Linked DNA regions of Mus musculus: regions 1, 2, 3, 4, 5 and 6 are each linked to region 7. The links are chromatin contacts, called in public promoter capture Hi-C maps. All regions are on one chromosome and are shown on one strand. The core of a region is the stretch at or near the end of the contact, and the rest is flanking DNA. Distances in the headings are between cores, read along the strand shown.

Region 1 (3,238 bases), core at 253-2,752, 2.6 Mb before region 7:
AATATTGCTCTTAGTCCCCATCAAAACATAAGCTTCAAGTTGGGAAGGAGCCTATTTAGTTCAATAAAAAATGCTCAAGGAGCCCAAGTAAGATGCCTCACCAAGTAAAGTGCTTGTCTCAAATGCCTGGGGGACACCTGGCAACCTGAGTTTAGACCTCAAAAATCTACATAAAGGAACTGACTTCACAAAGTTGTCCTTTGGCATCCACATCAACACCATGGAAAACGTACAGAGAAGTCAAAACATAAAATTCTAAAACCTCTCCCCCAAAAAATGCTCCCCCCAAAAATGCCTAGGGAGCCAATGTGTGATGATGCATGTATTTATCTCAGCACTTAAGACAAGTAAGATCTCTGCAAGTTCAAAGCCAGCCTAAGCTATAAAAACAATTACCTTTGGAGTTTGTTTTGATTTGAGTCAGGATCTCACTGTGGTAGCCCTGGCTGTGTTGGAACTACATAGCTCAGACTAACCTCGAACTCACAGACATACTCCTGCCTCTGCCTCAGGAGTACTAGAATTAAAAATATGAACAACCATATCCCCACAAAATATAATTTATAACTTGAATATGTTAAGGAAGCCAGGCGTGATGGCACGTGCCTTTTTAATCCCTGTACTCATTCGGGATGCAGAAGCAGGCAGATCTCTGAGTTTGAGATCGTCTACAGAGCGAGGCCCAGGACAGCCAGGGCCACAGAGAGAAACCTGGTCTGGGGGAAGGGGAAAGAAAAACAAACAAACAAACAAACAACCCAACGTCTGTAGCTGTGTGCTGAATAAATTGGGCCACTCTGCGCCTCTCCAGGGGTCCCTTTGTCAGGACTTGCCCTCAAGCACTCCTCTAGAGGAGCCTGTGGGGTTTGTCAAGTCCCCAGGGCGTCCAACACAGGTTCCCATGCATAGAAATTAATGAGCTCAGCCCGCCACCCCCCTATTTTGCACTAATGCTCACCCCACTTAGACCCTACAAGCCTCACCTAAATCCCACCATCACCAGGTACTGACACCGAGGGAGCCTCAAGTTCAAATCCTCCCTCTCCCCCGCCTCCTCCAAGGACACTCTCAATACTACACAGGGGACATCTCCACCTCCGGTACTTTGCAGAAACACCGTCCATTCGTCAGTTCTGAAGCACTAGGAAACCCAAGTGCAGCAATCCCGCCTCCGCTCCACAACAGGGCCGCACCCACTCCCTCAGGGCCCACACGCCGGCCCGCAGGATGCCCGCGGCGCCCCTCACCGCTTCTGGGCCTCCAGTCCCCACAGGCGGATCTGTCGGTCATACTGCGCTGCCTCCTCCTCGCTGATGCCACCGCCGCCGCCGCCGCCAGCCTCCTCCTTCTCTACCATGGCGCCGGCTTTCAGCTCACCCGCTCCCGCTCTCGCTAACCGCCAGCAGCGAGTCCGTGCACCGGGGACGCGCTTGCGCCTGCGCAGAGAGCCGCGCCTGCGCAGTGCCACCTCCGTGCTTTGCGGGAGACCACGTGGATACCGAAGACTCCAAGGCCCGCTCGCTGCCCCATCACGTGATGGAGACGCCAATCAATCCCGGAGAGGAAAAAGAAAAAAAAAGAAAAGTGGCGGGTGTTTTGATTCCTCGAGGATGTCCACGCGGTCATTTATGAAGCGGATCTGGATCGAGTTGTCACCGGGATTCCAGCATCGATGGTGTGGTGAAATAAAGATACTACTTTAAAATAACAACACATGGAGCTCACTACCTATTGAGGCGAAAAAAATAAAACAAAAGAAAGCTAGACTTTCCTCCTGGACAGAAAAAGAGGAAGGACTCCTCTCTGCCCTCTCCTCTCCTGACACATTCTCAAATCCTTATGTAAGATGCAAGACTCAAATTGATCATGGTGGGCTATGCCTGTAATCACAGCTTTTGGACAAAAATAAGTGAAAGGAATCAAAAGTTAAAGGCCAGCCTGGGTTACATGAGATCCTGTTAACAGAAGCAAACCTAAATTTATGAGCTCGTGCCTGTAATCCCAGCATTCATGCCTTCACAAGGCTGAAGTAGGAGAATTACTACGAATGAGATCCTGTCTCAAAACCGTCAAGGACTGAAAAGATGGCTCAGTAAAGTGCTTGCCTGAGTTTAATATCTATATTCCTATTTAAAACAAAAACAAAACAAACAAACAAACAAATTTGTAGTGCAGATTTGTAATCCCAGCACTTGGGAGAAGGTTTTCTGGGCCTTGCTCAGACCCACACTTATCTAACCAACAAACCCATATCCCAATGAAGATATCCTGGGTCAAAAACCAAGGCTGATGCTGGGTGATGATGGCTGCCCAGAGCTTTAATCCCAGCACTCTGGAGGCAGAGGCAGGAAGATCTCTGAGTTGGAGGCCAGCCTGGTCTACAGAGTGAGTTCCAGGACAGCCAGGGCTATATAGAGAAACCCTGTCTCAAAAAACAAAAACAAACAAACAAACAAACAAACAAAAAAGAGTTCAAAGCTGGGGCTGGAGAGATGGCTCAGTGGTTAAGAGCACTGACTACTCTTCCAGAGGTCCTGAGTTCAATTTTCAGCAACCACCTGGTGGCTCACAACCATCTCTAATGGGATCTGATGCCCTCTTCTGGTGTGTGTTTGAAGACAGCTACAGTGCACTCACATAAATAAAATTAATAAATAAATCTTTAAAAAAAGAGAGAGAGTTCAAAGCTGGGGCTGGCGAGATGGCTCAGCAGTTAAGAACACTGACTTCTCTTCCAAAGGTTCTGAGTTCAAATCCCAGCAACCACATGCCCTCCTCTAGTGTGTCTGAAGATAGCTACAATGTACTAAGATATAATAATAAATAAATCTTTAAAAAAAAAAAAACAGAGTTCAAAGCCAGTCTGGACCACATAGCAGGACTCTACCTCAAAAAAAAAAAAAATTAGAATAAATCCCAGTATGGTTACACATGCCTTTAATATGCCTTTAATAGCAGCACTTGGAAGGCAGAGGCAGGTGGATCTGTGAGTTGAGGCTAGGCTGATCTACATAGCAGCTCCAGACCAACCAGTGGACTGCAAATGTGAGGATTTAAATTTGGTTCTTTAGAAAGCCAGATTTGGTAGTCAGCATGTCTTCAATCCCAGCACTCACACCTAGAGATAGGAAGCAAAGACAGACTCCCCCAGCCTGGTATATGCTGCAATGAAAAAGGGATGTGAGCCAGTCGGTGCTCTTAACCGCTGAGCCATCTCGCCAGCCCCAGCTTTGAACTC
Region 2 (3,334 bases), core at 301-2,800, 2.2 Mb before region 7:
TTTCATTCTACCCGCCCGTGAAAGTAGCTAATGAAGTCACAGACTCTTTTGTCTATTTGAAGTCCATAAGCCTGGTTACCACTTCAGTCGTCTCAGGAGTGATGTGGTGGGTAGGAGTCATCAATTGTAAGCTATAACTATCCCTCTTCCATGATGGTGTCCAGAAGGGCAGAAGTGACAGCAACTGTTACCATGACAACCTCTTCTCTAGACTCATGCATCCTTTGGAGCTAATCCTAAACATCCCCTATCTTACAGGACCTGATTGCTAGGATCATCAGACTGTGGGAGATTGCCCTGTTATAGTAACCAGGGCATGGATTTAACTGTTTCTCATCTCCCTGGAAATGGTCCAGGCCCTGTAACCATAGCAACTGTCCCACAGCAGCACTTGTCTTCTAAATAAAAACACCTGGTTGGTTTATCCATGGACTTTCCATAAGGGAAGGGGAGATGGTTACCATGGTAATGGCAACTGGGTTGGCTGGGGGAGGAGTGGGACAGAGGCATTCCTCTTAGAGGAATGTCTTTGGGGCTGGGCCTTTTTTCTACCTGAGCTCTAGGTGAGGGGAGGTTGCTATAGTAACTGATGAGGATAGGGTCAGAAGAACCACCAGGGACTTGGGTTACCTTAGCAACCTCCTCCTAGTGCAATGATAGTAGAGGTTTGGGACTCCACATATGCAAACTGGGAAGGGGCCTCCAGATTGGATAGGGTTATTATGACAACCGACTTCCTCTGGTCAGAGCCCACTCCCCACCCCAGGTCGTCTTTTTTGTTTTTTGTTTTTTTTTTCTTCACTAAGTGAAAGAGATGGGGGTGTATTTGCATTTGGAGGGGATAGGACTCTGACATTGGGGAGAATGCAGAAAAAAAAGTCCGGTCTGGTCTCTCGACCGCAAAGGAGACAATTGCGAGGGACCCTGGGTCCTTTGCCTACGTAGAGGCAGTCCCTCCCCCTCCCTGTCAGCACCCCCGCCCGCGCGCACCACCGGGGTCGACCCGGGTGGGTGGGCGAGGCTCGCGCCCAGCCCCGTGCTTGTCCCCGCTCCCCTCGCCCGCCCAGCGCGCGCGCGCGCGCACACGAGGCGGGGGTGTAGAAGTGTGAAGCTGCGCGTCCGCGCAGGCGCGCGAGGTACAGCGGGCGCGCGGGCCGGCCCCGGGGCCTCCATGATGGAGGAGCGAGCGGCCGCCGCGGTCGCATCGGCCGCCTCCTCCTGCCGCCCTCTGGGCTCGGGCACGGCTCCCAACCCGACGGCGGCGGCCCCGGCCTCCAGCCCTGCTCCTGGGCCCGGCCCGGTAGGAAAAGGAGGTGGCGGCGGAGGCAGCCCGGGCCCTACGGCGGGCCCGGAGCCCCTCAGCCTGCCGGGGATCCTGCACTTTATCCAACACGAGTGGGCACGCTTCGAAGCCGAGAAGGCCCGCTGGGAGGCCGAGCGCGCCGAGCTGCAGGTGAGCGCCACCGCTGCCCTCCCGCGCTCCCCGCCCCAGTCCTGCCCGGCCCGGCCTCGCCTCACCCGCCGCCGCCGCCGCCGCCATCTTGGAGCAATGGCCGCCGGGACGGCCGGGAGGGGGCGGGCAGGGCCGGCGACGGGCCGGCGGCGGGGTCCTCGGGGCCTCGGGGCGGACGCGGGCCGGGACCGGTCAGAGGATCTGAGCAGGGCCGAGTCTGCCGGGAGCCGCGAGTGGGAGTGACGAGCCCAAGCCCAGAGAGCCTGTCTGGGCGATGCGACTCGGGGTTCCCGGGGGACAGAGTGCTGAGAAAGTGGATGGGGTCTGCGCGAATAAATATGCCACGCCTCGCCTCCGGATCCTAACCAGATGCTGGCTGTCAGGGTGGAATGGACTAGATGTCTAGTGGGGTGACACACTCTTAACATCCACTGGGTGCAGGGAGTGAAGAGAGGAAGACTGGAAGCTGGCATGGGGTACCTTGGGGGAGTGGCTGGCCCGGAGCAATTGAAAGGTGGGAGGAAGCTTGATAGGAAGGGGTCCCAGGATGAAGTGTGTGGCCTCCTGTCCAAGAAGGACACTTTGGGCACGTGTGGCTACAATGTAGGGACACATTGGGATCGTTTGGGTGGAACCACGGAGAGGGTAGAGGACATGTTTTGGGCTCCCCCAGGAGAGCTTGAGAGTGGGAAGCGACATTTTGGGTGCTTTAAGGAATTAGAGTTCCGTTATGAAAGATTTGAGGATGTTAGGTAGAAACCCCTGAACTGTTAGGGCGTTTGTTGGGTATATTCAGTGGGAAGACAGGAGCGTCTGAGATGCTGCACACGGTGAAGAGGGATGGAGGTGCCTTTGGGTGATGAGTAGGGGGAAAAGACAGCACGAGGAGGGACTCCGTGAGGGAAGTGATTGTGTAAGGGCCTCTAAAGGGACTTGATGGTTTGTGGAGAAGAATGTGCCAGGTGATGGCTCGTGGAGTAGAAGTTGGGCTGGGCTCTGTGACCTTGAGCTAGGTACTGCTTGTGGGGAATCAGAAAGGTGAGCACTTCAAGGCCTTCAGGGATGGGCCCCCAGGAGTCAAATGGTTCCTAGGCTGGGATGTTATTAACAAAAACAGTCAGCGCTTGGTTTCTGGCAACCCATCTTTCTGTTTCCAATGTGCTCTTTCCTGTCAGATTGAAATGGAGCCCCAAATAAGTGACTGATTCAGTTTTTGTCCATGGGATGAATGCCAAGAGCATTTGAATTTTGTGTATGTAGCTCCCATCCCTGAGAGAGAAGTCCTTATGTAAGTGCTCCTCGTGCTGTGCCCAACTCTAACTCAGGCTCTTTCCCAGCATACATCTCATCAGATCTTCTCAATACCCCATTATGTAGGCAGGGCCAATGTCATTACCTCACTCAGCAATAACGACAGCAGCTGCTATTTATTCAGGGCATATTATGTGCCTGACACTGTATTAAGTATTATACATGCTATCATTTAATTCTTGTGGCATTCTGAGAGGGGAAATGGTATCCCTTCCTCTCTTTTTTAATAAGCAGGGGAGGGAGATGCTACGGATCCCAGCAGTGGTGGCAGTGCTGACTGTGTCTTTTCCCTGTCTGACACTGAGCACAGGTGAGAAAAGTCTCTAAGGAAGCTTAGAGACCTCACCAGGTCACCCAGGCCATCACAGCAGAGCTTGACAGGGGTACAGTTGACAGCTTTCACTGTGTCAGCCATGCTGTGTATCCCAGACTCCACTCAGAGTGTACAGTATGTGCTGCCTCCTAAGAAGAGGTCTTCCCACTCACTTAGTGACCTTCTGTGGAGTCACAGAGCATGCTCTGTAAGGCTCCAGCATCACCAACTTCATGCTTTTGCTACTTTTGTTGCAT
Region 3 (2,899 bases), core at 83-2,582, 3.0 Mb before region 7:
CCCTCAGTCTACAGAACCAAATGAGAAAGAACTCTTGCCAATAGGCTCTGACTGGCTGCTTCCCTGGGAAGGAAGTTGTTCTCTGAGGGCTTAGGTGCCCCCTGCACCACAGCTCTAGGACAGAAGCCGCAATCCTTCCTTCCACAGCAGCACAACCCTGCTGTGCCCCACCCTCTGCCATCTCATTCTCGTTCAACACACAGGAAGAACCCAGGTTGGCTCATGGCTGTCAGCCAGCACCTTTCCTTGATTCCTAACCTTATTCAGTGTAAACCTCAGGCTTTACACAGGAACCAGTTCTAAATGGTCTGCCTGGTCCCTTCTCTTCCACCCTCCCACCAGCCATATAACTTTTTCAGTTTTCCTCCCATGCACCGATCGATCCAGGCACGAGTCTATCTCAGTCTATCCACGTGACTGCTCCTACTTCCTGCAGTGCTTTAGTCCTCCCTTCCTCCCCTTTCCCAGCTGTCGCCAGTCACTATCTCAAACCAACTGCACCTAGACCAGCAAGCCTTGTTCTTGGTGTATACTCCTTGTAATGGCTGTTCCTGGTTGTCAACTTAACTATATCTGGAATGAACCACAATCCAGAATTGGATGGCTCACCTGTGATCCAGATCTTGAGGCTGGAAGACACAGGTTTCTGATCTGGATCTTAGCATGGGGATCTTGAGGCACAGTGGCTATGAGAAGCTTAGGCCCAGGCAGGGTAGTACATCCTTTTAATCCCAGGAGATCTGTGAGTTCAAGGTCAGCCTGGGACAAAGCAAGTCCCAGATCCAGATGGGGTGGTACACACCTTTAATCTGGGCCACACCTTCTGCTGGAGACCTACACAGGACACTGGAAGAAGGAAGATTCTCTCTTCGTGCCTGCTTGCACTTACTTGGCAGCCCAGCTGCTGGAATCGACTTCTAGAGAAAACCAGCTGAAACAACTAGCCTTGTGGGACTGAGCAACTACTAGATCCTTGGACTTCCAATTCATGGCTGACCATTGTTGGGGAATTGGGACCGCAGACTGTAAGTCATCATAATAAATTCCCTCAATATAGAAAGACATTCCATATGTTCTGTGACTCTAGAGAAACTTGACTAATACACCGCTCCCTCTCCAAATCTGCTTTTCTCCAAAAGGGTGGCTGACATGCCATAAATATGATTTATCTGAGTTCCTGTCCACCTCCCTTGGGAGGAACTCCGGGCCAGTATTCTTGCTCTGGGCACTTTGTGTGAACGCTAACTAGATGAAGATGGGCTATGCCCAGTGTGGTCACAGCTGGAGCTGAACATGAGGGGCACCTGACCCAAAATTACCAGGATCAGGGCATGGGACATCCACAGGCGACTGTCGGTACTGCACCCTGCCACTCAGACAGGAGGCCCAGGGGACTTGCCAGGTATTGAAGGAAAGGGGGTGAAAGGTCACAGGATGGGTCACACCCAGGGTGGCCACTCAGTCTGTCTGGGAAGACAACTGCCAGGCTTCCATCCACAGTCACCGATGGTGAGCAGAATCAGCCAGGGCCACCAGGGAACAGAAGAACAGTTAAAGGACCCAAGCAACAGGAAACTAGGTCCACACAAAGACAGTGCGTTTCCACAGGAACCTGCTGGGACGGCAGCTCCTCAGGTGTCCTCTCTCGCTGGCCCTTGAGAATAGCTCAGGAGGATGACCTACGGCTTCCACCAGCAAACACCAGGCTGGGGAAATCCCAGTGGTTTAGTAGGTGGAGTAGATCAGAAGTTCGGGGTTATCATCCACCACAGAGCAAGCTTACCTCAAGACAACAAAGTCAACTGAAAAGTGTGGGAAAACACCCGCCAGGGGTTAAAACCAGGGAGCAGGGATTCCACAGGACCACTCACCCCATGAGTCCTCATGTATCACGTGGAGGGCAGGACCCCAATGGATCCCACAGGCAGCAGGGAGCATAGTGGAAGACTGCCATGCTCATTCATGAAGAAGGTTCAAGAATGTACAGTGAGAACCAAACATGGACCAGGCAGGTAGATACTCTTGATGTTAATTTCACCTTTCTTTTTTTGTTTTTGTTTTAAGATTTATTTATTTAATGTATGTGGGTACACTGTCACTGTCTTCAGACACACCAGAAAAGGACATCGGATTCCATTACAGATGATTGTGAGCCACCATGTGGTTGCTGGGAATTGAACTCAGGACCTCTGGAAGAGCAGTCAGTGCTCTTAAGCTATGAGTGATCTTGCCAGTCCTAATTTCACATTTTGGAATAAGGGGAAGATGTAGACCCTAAAATACATTCCAGAATGATCCCAACAGCACACAACCCATATGCCCTCCAATAGGAGAAGGCAGAAATATTAAAAAGGTCAGCAAGACGAGTTCCCATTCATGACCAGTGGGACTATAAGCTGGTCAGCCACCGGGAAGCCATCTGGAGGTTGGCTGTGAAGGTAATGGTGAGCTAGCTTCTGAGCAGACGTCCCACCCGTTCTTACATAAACAGCATAAATGAAAACACATGTTTGTGGAAAAACTCACAGTGCTGTTCATGAGAACTCAAAGGAGAATGAATCCACTCAAACATCTACCAGCCATGAGTGGGTAACCCAGACAAAGCACTGTCACTCACCCACAGAGAGGAGGGCTGATAAATGTTACCACATGGAGATAGCCACCAGACCAGAGTGATTACTGAGCCTGTCATCTACGAGGCTGAGGAGGATTTCAAAATCAAGTCCTGTCTGCCTGACTAACATAGTAAGATGTTCTTTCAAAATAAAGAAGACTTTTTTTTTTAAAGTTAAGAACTTTGGACTCAGTAGTAGTGCACTCACCTACTACGATTTCCCAGTAGGCTGGGGGCGTGGCTCAGTGGTAGAGCCCCTGCCTAGAATCCCCCATTGAGGGGCTG
Region 4 (2,978 bases), core at 463-2,962, 2.9 Mb before region 7:
CTAAGTATGTCTATGCTCATACACCATGGCCCAGAATGTCCGAGGACATTGTCAGTCCTCCTTAACTCCTTATTGAAGCAGAGTCTTGTGTGTATTGCTTGAGACAGGGACACACCGTGTAGCTTTGGCTGTAGACTAGGCTCGCCTCCAGTGTACTGGAATTAAAGGTGTGTGGGGTTAAGGCAGGGACTTCTTTCTACTAATGTACTTAGTACTTCAAGTTAACTGGCCCATGAGCTTCCAGCTCCATCTCTCCAAAGGAGTACTAGGACTACAGATAGGCACCACTTCCTCTGACTTTTTCCATGGATTCCACAGGTTGGGCTTGGGTTGCTGTGAGGCTTGCATAGCAAGCATCCTTATCACCTATGCCATCTATCTGGCCTAGAGTCGGCAGGGTTTTGGCATATCTACGGAGCCTGCTTTGTGTCTGAGGCTATGCATCCCAGGTGCTGGAGTTGATTGAAGTGGCAGATCCAGACCCCCTGAAAGGCCTCATAGCACCTGGCTGGTAAGCCCTCCATCACAGAAACCTCAGTCCAGATCCTGCTCTCCCTCAGCGTCGGGCTCAAACTTTGTAAAGCTCTTTGCATAGTTCTGGTGAGAAGTTTGTGAGGGACTCTCTAAAGGGTGTGATGGCACCAGGAGCAGTGTGAGTGGACAAGGTAGCCATGGGTCCTGCAGACTGTCACTATGAATGTTCACTAAAGCAGGTAGTCTCTTCTGCCATCAGGATGGACAGGTTAACTGATCTTTTCCCTGGTACAAGAATACACTTTACTGTTTTAAAGATAATATTGCTTAAAGAATTTACTTAACTCAGTTGGCCTATATAATAGATTCAAGAGTACCTTAGGGCCAGCAAGATGGCTCAGCAGATACTGGTGCTTGCTACCATGCCTAAGCAGTTCAATTGCTGAGACCCAGAAGGTGAAGGGAACTGACTCCCAGAGTTGTTCTCTGATCACATGCCATGGTACATGTGCCCATACAGAAACATACACATAAGTGTTTTAAAAATATTAAGAATACCTACTTTAGAAGGGCACGCCTGTGTTCTTGGCACGTGGCATACAGAGGTAAGAGGATTGTCACAAGTTTGTTGCCAGCCTGATTTGTAAATTATTGGTTCAGCCAAGGCTATGGAGTAAGATCCTGTCTCTAAAAGTAAAAAGTTTAGATATGTGCCTCCACTTCAGCTTGCTTATGAGTTTAAATAAATTGGCAGATCGAATGTGCTTATCCAAAAGGGTAGTAATTAGGTTTTATAATTGTTTTGTTGTTCAGATAGTTTTTGTTGGAGAATGAGTGTATTTATAGGAGTGCATGTGTGTGTAGAGAGAGACAGAAGTTGGGGGCTGGGAGTGTCTCCTGCAGACCGACGGGCCTGAAAACTACTTATTACTTAAGCTTAGCCTCTAACTTTGTAGAAGGGTTGAAACTGCTGCGACTGCCTCCACTTCCCAAGTGCTGTACTCACAGGAGTGTGTGCCCACCCACAGTTCAGGGTGATACTTATTCTCCTTTACACACTGCTTTCAGAGAGGCCCAGAGACGCCTCCATTCCCCCATCTCAAATCCTGGAAGGCCCTCTCCATAGCTCCGAAATGGGCAAGGACAGAACACTCAGTTGCAGAAGGGCAATTTTGTCTGGGCCGCCCAGTCAAGGAACCAAGCGCCATATTTGTAGAGGGCAGTAACCGCAGCTTCTTGACGTCATCAGTATGCGCTAGTGGAGGTTTCCTGACAGGTTGGGGAGCATCAGGCCATCTGGGACCGATCGCGGAGGGCCAGGATGGGGGAGGCGGCCGTGGCAGAGGGACCTTGTCCACTGCTGGAGGACAGCTTCACGCGCTTCTCGTCGCAAAGCAACGTGTACGGGCTTGCTGGAGGCGCGGACGGGCGAGGGGAGTTGCTGGCCGCCACTCTTAAAGGCAAGGTGCTCGGCTTCCGCTATCAAGACCTCCGACAGAAAATCCGGCCTGTGGCTAAAGAGCTGCAATTCAACTACATTCCCGGTGCGTGGCGCTGTGGTGCCTGGGGCGGGACTAGAGTCTGGTGTTGAGGATTCTAAGATTGTCACTGTGTTGCGAGGTCAGGGTCAAAACTGATAATCATTAGGGTTCGAGACAGTGGTCATCATGGCCTGAAAGTAGTTAGGGTTCAGGATTCCGCAAACATAAGTTATCAACAGCATAGTAGTCGGTGTTCAGAGGTCATGATGATAGCGGTCAGACGCCTGCATCTGCTGTGGTATGAAGTTAGTGTGGTTAGGCTGCAAGAGTGGAGACCTGCCTAATCAGTGAACTTTGAACTCCCCTCATAGTGGATGCTGAGATCGTCTCCATCGACACTTTCAACAAGTCACCCCCAAAACGGGGCCTGGTTGTGGGCATCACTTTTATAAAGGTACCACAGCACCCTCCACCTGTCCACGCCCTCCTCCTTAGTCACTGTGGATCCCACCAAGTCTCTCTCAAGTGCTCTGAATCTACTCCAAATGCCTGTCACCTCCCCTACCTCCCCTGAGAGAAGTTTCCACCCCCAGGACTCAGGAGACAAGGGCAGTCCGTTTCTTAACATTTACTGTGACTATGAGCCTGGCTCAGAGTACAACCTGGACTCTATTGCAGGTGAGTGGGGCTTAGGGGAGAGCGTAGCTGGGGCTGCCAGGGGCTGCTGGGCTTAACTTGTGTCCTTCTGCAGAGAGCTGCCTGAATTTGGAACTCCAGTTCACACCTTTCCAGCTGTGCCACGCAGAGTGAGTGACCCTGGGCACCCATGCTCTCCTACCCTTTCCTTGCACTCAGAGGCTTTTGCCCTATCTGGAAAACAAAAGGCTTTTCCTCTACTAAGGATTGGAAACAGGTAGTGTTAGGGGCCCAAAAGGTGATGGGAAGTATAGCCGGGAAGTGGGGTTTCACTGAGCTTTAGCAGACTGGAATCCACACACCTGCCATCACCAGTCTGGTTCTCGT
Region 5 (3,150 bases), core at 189-2,688, 2.1 Mb before region 7:
ATCTGTTTTACCTGTGGTTTCCTGCACAATGGAATCCCTTTACCAGCTAAAATACAACCCCCAGTCCCCTCCCCCACCCCCCCTTTTAGGCTGGTCCACTTTCTAGCACCAGTTGAGATGGAAACTTACTGTGTAGTCCAGGCTATTCCAGAAGTTCTGGTCCTCCAGGCTCATCATCCCCAGTGCCTGGATTACAGGTACCCTGGGACTTGATTCTAGACAAACACCTCAAAACTTCTCTACAAGGAACATGTTGACAGGGTCAGAGGCAGAAGGCAGAAGCCAGCTGAGGAAGCCAAGAAAATAGCGAAGCTGAATTGAGTTTGTGGGAAGAAACTGGATTCTGGACTTACTTTAAGATGCTTAATGATTAAGGACTTCGAGATGGTTCAGCTGGAAGATGGCCTTTGGCACCAAGCCTGTGGGCCCGAGTTCCACCCTGGCACCCGCATGATGGAAGGAGAAAACCGAGGCTCCCAAGGTGGTCTCAGTTCCACACCAAGGCTGTGGCACTGGCACACACCTCCCCATACACACAAAAAATAAATACGTAAAATGTAAATCTGCAGATTAGGAGGGAGCTGGAGGTTATCCAGACCGTGTCTGTTTGTCCTCCATCCTCCTTCCTCTAGCCTTTGGTCCGGAGACGGGGCTGTCACCCTGCCTTTCCAGCTTTAAGTAAGCTGGGTTTCTTCCCCAGTGGCGGCCGAGGCCAGATCTGGGGATGAAAACCAGCTGCGGGAGGCGCCGGGCTCGGCGCGCGCCCAGGCCCCTCCTAGGCGCCGGCAGACACCAATCTTTGGCTCCCCTCCCCCTTCCGCAGTCCCGGCCCCGGGCCCTGGCACGTCCGGCGCGCCTGATACTTTCCAGATGTGGGCCGTGTTCTCCTTCCAACCTGGCCCTGTGAACCCACGAGGGAGGGGGGGCAGGGAGCCAGGGTTCCATACTCCCAACTCCAAAAAGCTATCAGGGTGGCTCTGACTTGTCATCCCAGCTCCCTTGGAATGGCCAATGCAGGAAGGTCGCAAGTTCAAAGCCTGCCTTGGCCACAGAGAAAGTTCAAGGCCAGTCTAGCGCAACTATAGGAGACTGTCTCAAAATGAAAAAGTTAAAAAGGGCCATGGGATACAGCTCAGTGGTTGCTTAGCACATACGAGATTTTGGAGTCTATCTCCGGTACTGCCAGGTGGGAACTATCAGAGGCTGGTATCTTTCCCCACCAGTTTGGCTTCCCAGGGCAGGCTGTGAAAATAGGGTTGAGCTGTCTGCAAAAGAAACGCTTCTCCTTACTCCACCCCTGCCCAGGGTTCCAGCATCCCAGAGAGCCAGAATGAAAAGGAACGTTAAACCCCGCCCTCACATCCCTCCAGGCCACGCCCCATTCAACACACCCCACAAAGCCCCTCCCTTGATCACACCCACAGCATGCTCTCTCCCTATAGGCACGGCCTCCGCCGTGTGGTCCAGCGGGGAAGGCTCCCTCTGTCTCTCTTGTCTCTTGGCAGGCTTGACTCGGTCTCTGAGTGTCTGTCTCCAAGGCTCAGTCTGTGTATCTGTCTCCTGTGGCCTCTCCCTGTGCATCCATCATCTATCCTTCGTCTGTCTCTCTGTGAACTTAGTTCTGTTTCTCTTTGCAGTTCTCACCGCCCTCTGAAGTTCTCTGTCCCATTTTCCGTCCTCTCACTCTGATCCCTCACTACTTTCACCTTCCTAGGGAGCCATCTCCCTCTCTTATCCTTCTTGGGTCCCCCAGATCTCCCGTTTCTATCTTCTGCTGGGCGGACGGGGACGCCTAGTCTTCGCCTCTTCTTCTGCTTGAGCTCCTGCAGCGACTTTGGTTCGCGGGCGCCACCGTGTGGCCAATAGGGAGTCCTTGATGGCGGCGAGGCAAGCAAGCGATGCTGTGGTCTGGATGCGACGTCCAGAGGTGGTGCGACCCACGCCAGTGTAAGGGCACGCCTCAGAGGTGGTGTGGGACGCCAGCAGATGATGTGTGACTGTGTGACAAGGTGAGATTAGGAATGACAAGAAGGGGTTCAGTGGGACTGTTAGAGTAGGTGTGATGTGTGGCTGACCATGTTATACTTGTTACACTTTATCAGCGAGACTGTGGGCCACTGTGTATGGCATTGGACCTGAGAGAGGACCTGCCTGGAGACTGTTCGTAAGTCTGACCACATGTAAGGGTGACCACGCGTGTTACAGAGCGTAGAGAGTCAGGGGAGCTGGAATGCCCAAGTGATCAAATGATCGAATGCAAGAGGGAGGCTCGGGAGAGGGACCTAGTGTGGCCAACTGTGTGGATGTGAGACAGTATGTCTGCCACACTGGTGAGTCCTGAGAAACTGGGTGACCACGTGTGACGCTGAGAGGTTGGCTTGTGTTTGTGACTGCCTGTGCAAAGGTGTGTGATTGTTCTGGGTGGCAGAGGTGAGTTTACAGGGTCTGCGAGACAGGGAATGTTGAATGTAGAAGAGAGAAACAGTGAGTGAGTGAGTGTGACAAGTGTTTGTAGTATAGACTTCAAGGCCCAGCAAAGGCTGTGCCCACAATGGTGTGTGTGTGTGTGTGTGTGTGTGTAAAAGACCATGTTATCAAATGTCAACAATGTATGATACCAAAAGACACTGTGCCGCTATGATAGTAATAACATGTGACACAGTATGGGGAGGGAGAATGTGGGCCACTGTGTATCAGGAAATTGACCAGGAGTAAATGTGACCACACAAAGGCGCTCCTGGAAAGAAAAGCACGTGGTTCTCTGTCACACTAGGCAATGGAGCGCTTGGCAGTGAGGCTGAACCAGTATGTGGTTGTGTGAGACTCCAAGACAGTGTGAATGCGAACTTCAGGAGAAGTTAAAGCTGCACTGGTAGGTAACAATGTATACATTTGACTCTCTAAGATACTGTGCCTGACTGTGCAGTGACCTCTGCTGTGAGAAATCATGAGTGTCAGCAGTGGGCAGGTATATTAAGGACCTTTGTCATTGTGTGTTGGGTTAAGTGGGGGGGTGGGGGGTGGGGCGGGACTGGGTTACTCAGTGACCCAGCAAAATAGGATGCATCCCTGTGTGAGCGACTTTTGAGTCTGTGTGCTGTGATGTGCTGTGATGGGGTGAGGCTGCTACTCTGATGGCCTGTGAAAGAG
Region 6 (3,098 bases), core at 290-2,789, 2.3 Mb before region 7:
GCCCAATTCCTATCTTTATTTTATTTTATGTACATATGTAGTTATATTTATGAGAAAACCTACATCCCTAAGCTCAACTAAATAGAGCACTGCGTAAGCATAGAAAGGCAGTTAGTTACATTTTTAGGTCCACAGCGTAATGACTTGTTTAACACTATTTCTGCTGGGCATCAGTGGTGCATACCTTAAGTCCAGGTAAGCAGATCTCTGAGTTCAAGTCCAGCCTGGTTTACAGAGTGAGTTCCAAGACAGCCAGGACTACATAAGAAACCATGTCTCAAAAGTAAAATAAAATAAAATAACCTACTTTTCCTAAGACTGGTGTGGTGGCATATGCCTATACTGTAGCCCCTTTGGTGGCAGAAGCTGCAGGATCAGGACTCCAACTGATCCTCCCCTACAAGGCTAGTCCTAGGCCAGTCCGGGATACATAAAACCCTGAGCTTAGGGGCTGGTGAGATGGCTCAGCGGTTAAGAGCACCAACTGCTCTTCCAAAGGTCCTGAGTTCAAATCCCAGCAACCACATGGTGACTCACAACCATTGGTAACGAAATCTGATGCTCTCTTCTGGAGTATCTGAGTACAGCTACAGTGTACTTACATATAATAAATATTTTTTTAAAACCCGAGTTTAAAGGAAAAAAAAAATCACTGGAGGGAAGAGTGAAACATGCCTTCTGAACGTGACAGAGATGATGCCAAACCTTACAGCAGCTGGGAGTTACTGCTCAAGGCCTGTAGGAGACCAGGCCCATCAGCATTTCACCACAGGTGGGCACGGATTGAGATGCTGGAGAGAAGACTCAGTGTTTAAGAGCTTTTGCTACTCTAGCAGATTCGGCTCCCAAACTCCAGTTCCTAGGTTCTTATGCTGTCTTCCACCTCTGTGGACACTGCAGGCATACTATAGACTTACCTACATGCAGGTGAGAACTCAAATACATAAAATAAGCAAAAAATTAAAAACCAGTCGCCGAGGGTGCGAGGGTCATATTCCCAGTAGTGTATTCTGTTAAAAGATGCCCATGCCCAAGTAAGTAACGCTCACATCCGCAACCCCAGATCAATGCCGTGGGTCACACGCTCCGCAAGAAAAACATACATGAAAAAAGGAACACTTTGGGGAAGAAAGGGTTTTGGTGGAGGAGAAAGAAGTAAGCTAATAATAATGGGGAAATATTATCAAAGCACATTATATGTTATAATTTAAAGCAAAGTTGAAAAGAAAAAACTACTATTCCCAGCATGTCCTTGCTGGTAGCTTTGGGATCGAGGAGCACTAGAACCACATTTCCCGAAATGCAACGCTCACTCAGTCTACTTTTAACCTATGGAAATTGTCCTTATTCAGAGTCCTTCATCCACAATGCATTTGGTACTCGCATTTGGCGACTAGGTCTCTTGATAGGAAAAAGGGCAGTCGCAGAGCATGCTGGGAAGGCGTTAGACCGGGGCCACCCTTGCCAACGCGTGCGTTTAAACTACAACTCCCAGAGGGCCGTGCCCGAGAAGGAAGGCGGGTTCTCCTGCCGGAAGTCAGTTCTAGCCCTGGGCCCCACAACTGCAAGCAGAGCCGGAGCCGCCCTGTTACAGCGGGACCCGGGCCTCTGGGGTCCAGACAGGGGTCGCCATGGTAACGGGGGGAGCGTCGTACCGGGGACAGGCAGAGGGGGGTGGTTCACGTACGGTCCCCGGGGTTTCGGTTTGGAGGTGACAAGCTTCCTCCTGCTGCGGATGATCCGGGCCGGGCGCGGGTTCTCGGGATTGGGGTCAGGAATGGGGATCAGGGGCTGGATGCTGCGCTGCGGGGTGTGCTTGTGGTTCCAAGCAAAGGATTTGGAGGGGAAGGAGTGTCCAGGGGAGGGACTGCCTTGGTGGGAGACATTTGGGGGTGATTTTGAAACCACAGAGGCGGGAGAAGATATTGGAGATGAGGAAGGGATGATGGAAAAGAACCAGAGACTCTACAGACAGGGTAGAGAGGGTTCCTTATGAGAAGGAAGGAGCTGGTTTTAAGGAGAGCTAGTGTTGGGGCAAATTGGATATGGCCAGGGTAGATGCTCTCCAGGGGAAGAAGAGGACCCTGGAGGCCGGAAGTTAGCCCCTGTAGGATTAGAGTTAGGCTGCTGCAAGAGGAGAGAGGGCTGTAGCAGTAGAAAGTGGATTCTAGAAGAAAATGGGGAGCAACTGAACAGAATGTTCCACAGAGGAGAGGTCCGGGGTGCAGAGTAGACTTGGAGGCGTCACATTTGAGGAGGGGGAGCTTTGGGAGAAGGGCTGAGCACTGGATTTAGGGGAACCTCCACCTCCAAGACGGGCCTTTTGGAACTAAGAGTTCTTTGGATAGGGACTTGGAGAAGAAGACTTGGGAGGGGGATGTCAGAACAGGAGGTGAGTAGAGGTCTTGGAGGTTCGATGCGACCTTTGTAAAAAGGGAGGCCAGCCTTGGACAGGGAGAAGGGGTGCTTGTAATGAAGGACAGGTGAAGCTTCCCGGAGTCGGGGCCAAAGGTGCTGGGGTCAGGGGGATGGAGGTTACAACGAACAATGTGGGGAGGTGGTCGGGAGGCTCCCTGAGGGTACAGCAGAGGGATGGATGTAGGGACTAGGGGCTGCTCAGATGTGTTCCCAGGAGTGAAACGATTCTCATTGAGGGAAACAGAAAGAAGTATTGGTTGAAGTGGGGTAGGACACAGAGGGCTTAACTCAGCCTTGCTTCCAGCTGTTCTTCCCTTCTGCTCCTGTGCCCACCCCCTTCCCTTCCTGGGTTTCCCTGGCTCAGCAGAAGTAGTTCTTGGAAGGGGCATGTAACATCCTGTTTGTGGTTTTCTGCTTAGGTTGAATAAGGCAGATAGGTTGAGGGAAGAATGAGGCTCGGGAAAGACCATGGAAGCCAGTAAAGAATCCAGGGCTCAGGGTAAAGACTTGGAGGAACTAGCTCTGCTTTCTGGTTGTGATAACTATGGGTCTTAGCTTTGTCATCTGTAAAATGGGCAAGAGCATATATGACTGGACAGACAGGGCTTCAAACTAGGCTTCCCAGCAGGGAACCCTTGAGCCCTGATTTTCCCCTTTCCGTTTCCCCCCTCAGTACCTAG
Region 7 (3,223 bases), core at 625-3,124:
GCCCCCAGGAGGTTAAGGAAGGAGGACCCAGAGCTCAGGCCAGCCAGCCTGGACCACCTAGTGAGGCCCAGTTTCAAAATTAAAAATACAGGCTGGTAGTACATCTCAGCACTAGAGCACTTAGCATAAGGCCCTGGATTCCATCCCAGTACCACGTATAAGCAGGAGAAAGTAAATAAACAGTAGTACAGGAAACCTATGGTTGTGAACATAGTATCTCCCAGGAAACGATAAAAATAGGCAATTTGTTTAAGGGAGAAGTGTTAAAACAGTAATGCAGGTGGTAGTTAAATTGTAACGCTGAAATAGAAAGCCAGGGCTGCTGTGACTACTCTGGGGTGGGGGTGAGAAAACCACCAAGCCTCCACTAAGTGCAAACCTGGAAGAACGCAAAGAAGACACTGGGGGGGGGGGGGGGAATTGAGACCACCAGCGGGGATCCAGGCCAAGTGAGGGGAAAGGGCTGATGTGAGCTAGGTCCTGGAGACATATGTCGCTTCTCCTAGCTCCCCCCACCCCCCCAAAAAAGCTAAAAACATGGGGTGCCCACAGCCGATTGGGCCCACCAGGCCATTAAGCACTTGGAGGTTTGGGGTTGCCCTTCCCAGCAATCTCCTCTTGGCTTCCTCATTCCAAATATAAGAGTAATAAGAGCCCCCTAACCTGGGGGGTGGGGGTGGAGGGAGAGGGCGAAATTCCCTGCTAGCAAGGGGGGGGGGCAAGAATCGGGAAGGCCTTCCCCCCCCAAGCTTCCAAGCAGAGGAAGTACGTCAGTGCGTCCATCTCGCAGAGCATTTTGGGAATTGTAGTGAAATTGGAGGTGTACCGAGAAGCCAACTCTGTAACCCTTTAGAGACCAAATACGTGCACAGCTGGAGCAGAATTGGCAGGCTCAGAGAACGTTCTTTAGCAGATGAGGAAACTAAGGCAGCCGCCTGGCTCGGAAGCCTACAGTCTTATCATCCTGTAGCCTCTGGGCCGCCCTTGAGGCTAGTACCTAAGACACTGGGAAGGACAAACTGCCAAGTAGACACTACTCTCCAAGAGTTGCCTGAAACCATCCCCTTGAAACCGTCCAATCAGAGCCTCTCCGCCCCAATTCCCCCAAAGCTGCTGCCTTTCTAACCGGTTATTGGCCCTTCTTGAAGGGGCGGGATTCTAAGAGAGGGCAAGACTCTTCTAGAACTGCTCAGCAAATCAGAGCAGAAACTGCTTTCCGGCTTCTGGGTATGGTGTCGGGACTGTAAACCCACAAGGAGGCTGAAGCAGGGAGATTGCAGCAAGTTTGAGGCCAGCCTAGACTACATAGGCTAGCCTTCTAGGCCAACCTGAGCTAAAGAATAAATCTAAGTCTTAAGAAAGAAAGAGGGGGGGCTGGTGAGATGGCTCAGTGGGTAAGAGCACCCGACTGCTCTTCCGAAGGTCAGGAGTTCAAATCCCAGCAACCACATGGTGGCTCACAACCATCCGTAACGAGATCTGACTCCCTCTTCTGGAGTGTCTGAGGACAGCTGCAGTGTACTTACATATAATAAATAAATAAATAAATAAATCTAAAAAAAAAAAAAAAAGATTGTTTAAAAAAAAAAAAAAGAAAGAAAGAGGGGGCGGGGAAAGGGGGGAAATTGCATCCACAGCAACTTGGCCACCCGAGCATTTATGAAACCATTACCCACTCCATGGACCCTGTGTGCGAACCCCAGCTTCCTGGCGAGGCACAGTGAAAATTAAGCACCCAGACCAGCGCGCGCCCTCTTTTCCCGCCACTGCTTTCTACCCAGTCCCCTTTAAGAAGCAGCCCCGACGGGACTACATTTCCCAGAAGGCTTTGCCCGCGCGTTATGTAACTTTCCCTGCGAAGCGGCCTCTGGGGCAGAAGAAGGAGGTGGAGGCGACGGCGGCCGTTGCAGCGGCGTCGGCGGCGCGAGCGGAGCGGCGGGAGCCTGGGGCGGCGGCGCCCGAGGCCCATCGAGGAGCTGGAGCTGTGCATCGCGGCTCACGGCGCGGACCGGACGGGGGCGCCGACGTGCGTGCTCGTGGCTTGCCTTTTCCACCGGAGGCGGGAGTGAGAGAGAGAGGAAAAAAAAGGCTGAGGGCCCAGGGGGCGGGGAAGGGGGGCCGGGCCTGAATCCGGCGGGGAGGCCGAGCCCGAGGCCGGATTGAGCGGCTCGCGCGCCCGTCCCGGGGCACGGCGGAGCGAACGTGGGCGGCGGGTGCACAGCAGGGGCACCTGGCGGCGTTCCGGGGGGCGCCATGGCGTCCGTGCAAGCGTCCCGCCGCCAGTGGTGCTACCTGTGCGACCTGCCCAAGATGCCGTGGGCCATGGTGTGGGACTTCAGCGAGGCTGTGTGCCGCGGGTGCGTGAATTTCGAGGGCGCGGACCGCATCGAGCTGCTCATCGACGCCGCCCGCCAGCTCAAGCGCAGCCACGTGCTCCCCGAGGGCCGCTCGCCCGGACCCCCGGCTCTCAAGCACCCGACTTCCAAGGACCTAGCCTCCACGGGCTCCCAGGGCTCCCAGTTGCCACCCCCGCAGGCCCAGGCGCAGCCATCGGGGACCGGCGGTAGCGTCTCAGGCCCGGACCGCTATGACAGGGCTACTTCATCCAGCCGCCTGGCGCTGCCTTCGCCGGCTTTGGAGTACACCCTGGGGTCCCGCTTGGCCAACGGGCTGGGCCGCGAGGAGGCCGTGGCGGAAGGGGCACGCAGGGCTTTGCTTGGCTCCATCCCCAGCTTGATGCCCCCCGGGCTGCTGGCAGCTGCAGTGTCTGGCCTTGGAGGCCGAGCTCTGACGCTGGCACCTGGCTTAAGCCCCGCTCGTCCACTTTTCGGCTCCGATTTCGAGAAGGAGAAGCAGCAGAGGAATGCGGACTGCTTGGCAGAACTGAACGAGGCCATGCGGGGCCGGGCGGAGGAGTGGCATGGGCGTCCCAAGGCTGTAAGGGAACAGCTACTGGCTCTGTCCGCCTGTGCCCCTTTCAATGTTCGATTCAAGAAGGACCACGGGCTGGTGGGACGGGTGTTCGCCTTTGATGCCACTGCCCGCCCTCCGGGCTATGAGTTCGAGCTGAAGCTCTTCACCGAATACCCCTGTGGTTCTGGCAATGTTTACGCGGGGGTCCTTGCAGTGGCTCGCCAGATGTTTCATGATGCTCTTCGAGAGCCAGGGAAGGCCCTGGCCTCATCGGGCTTCAAGTACCTCGAGTATGAACGGCGCCATGGTT

The links. Promoter capture Hi-C pulls out the DNA fragments that hold promoters and counts their contacts.
Region 1: a promoter capture Hi-C map of pre-B cells shows a contact between it and region 7, with 2.4 times the contacts expected there. The contact joins the promoter of Sae1 here to the promoter of Irf2bp1 in region 7. A contact is called at or near these places in 2 of 39 promoter capture datasets (embryonic stem cells and pre-B cells) and 2 of 115 datasets of contacts at active chromatin or transcription factors (astrocytes and stem cell-derived neural progenitor cells).
Region 2: a contact with region 7 is called in a promoter capture Hi-C map of liver, with 4 times the contacts expected there. The contact joins the promoter of Fkrp here to the promoter of Irf2bp1 in region 7. A contact is called at or near these places in 9 of 39 promoter capture datasets (the HPC-7 cell line, embryonic stem cells, hippocampal neurons and 4 more) and 5 of 115 datasets of contacts at active chromatin or transcription factors (embryonic stem cells, epiblast stem cells and stem cell-derived neural progenitor cells).
Region 3: a promoter capture Hi-C map of liver shows a contact between it and region 7, with 4 times the contacts expected there. The contact joins the enhancer-like site here to the promoter of Irf2bp1 in region 7. A contact is called at or near these places in 4 of 39 promoter capture datasets (embryonic stem cells, hippocampal neurons and liver).
Region 4: a promoter capture Hi-C map of pre-B cells shows a contact between it and region 7, with 3 times the contacts expected there. The contact joins the promoter of Kptn here to the promoter of Irf2bp1 in region 7. A contact is called at or near these places in 3 of 39 promoter capture datasets (embryonic stem cells, liver and pre-B cells) and 2 of 115 datasets of contacts at active chromatin or transcription factors (astrocytes and embryonic stem cells).
Region 5: a contact with region 7 is called in a promoter capture Hi-C map of hippocampal neurons, with 6 times the contacts expected there. The contact joins the promoter of Gng8 here to the promoter of Irf2bp1 in region 7. A contact is called at or near these places in 11 of 39 promoter capture datasets (the 3T3-L1 cell line, the C10 cell line, the HPC-7 cell line and 6 more), 7 of 115 datasets of contacts at active chromatin or transcription factors (astrocytes, embryonic hindbrain, embryonic stem cells and 3 more) and 2 of 9 other capture datasets (embryonic stem cells and liver).
Region 6: a promoter capture Hi-C map of liver shows a contact between it and region 7, with 5 times the contacts expected there. The contact joins the promoter of Ap2s1 here to the promoter of Irf2bp1 in region 7. A contact is called at or near these places in 5 of 39 promoter capture datasets (hippocampal neurons, liver, neutrophils and 1 more), 3 of 115 datasets of contacts at active chromatin or transcription factors (astrocytes, embryonic stem cells and kidney) and 1 of 9 other capture datasets (liver).

Annotation. Positions count from the first base shown.
Region 1 is chr7:16,386,394-16,389,631 of GRCm38.p6, forward strand. It overlaps Sae1 (SUMO1 activating enzyme subunit 1), which reads right to left and starts at 1,503. Exons shown (of 9, transcript NM_019748.3): 1 at 1,248-1,503. The coding sequence starts at 1,357.
Region 2 is chr7:16,815,182-16,818,515 of GRCm38.p6, forward strand. It overlaps Fkrp (fukutin related protein), which reads right to left and starts at 1,551. Exons shown (of 3, transcript NM_173430.2): 1 at 1,519-1,551. It overlaps Strn4 (striatin, calmodulin binding protein 4), which reads left to right and starts at 708. Exons shown (of 18, transcript NM_133789.3): 1 at 708-1,453. The coding sequence starts at 1,172.
Region 3 is chr7:16,011,484-16,014,382 of GRCm38.p6, forward strand. It overlaps a transcript of Bicra not described here. Among named protein-coding and RNA genes, the nearest start is that of Bicra, 13 kb to the left of the region's middle. Within about 2 kb of position 1,333, at least 65 of the 459 cell types and tissues checked have an H3K27ac peak or open chromatin away from gene starts, as enhancers often do. A contact at or near this core is called in liver, where this site is marked.
Region 4 is chr7:16,118,164-16,121,141 of GRCm38.p6, forward strand. It overlaps Kptn (kaptin), which reads left to right and starts at 1,713. Exons shown (of 12, transcript NM_133727.2): 1 at 1,713-2,018; 2 at 2,327-2,409; 3 at 2,549-2,633; 4 at 2,707-2,761. The coding sequence starts at 1,796.
Region 5 is chr7:16,890,348-16,893,497 of GRCm38.p6, forward strand. It overlaps Gng8 (guanine nucleotide binding protein (G protein), gamma 8), which reads left to right and starts at 1,439. Exons shown (of 4, transcript NM_010320.3): 1 at 1,439-2,009; 2 at 2,103-2,164.
Region 6 is chr7:16,736,905-16,740,002 of GRCm38.p6, forward strand. It overlaps Ap2s1 (adaptor-related protein complex 2, sigma 1 subunit), which reads left to right and starts at 1,540. Exons shown (of 5, transcript NM_198613.2): 1 at 1,540-1,634. The coding sequence starts at 1,632.
Region 7 is chr7:19,002,184-19,005,406 of GRCm38.p6, forward strand. Irf2bp1 (interferon regulatory factor 2 binding protein 1) reads left to right here and starts at 1,875. Exons shown (of 1, transcript NM_178757.4): 1 at 1,875-3,223. The coding sequence starts at 2,254.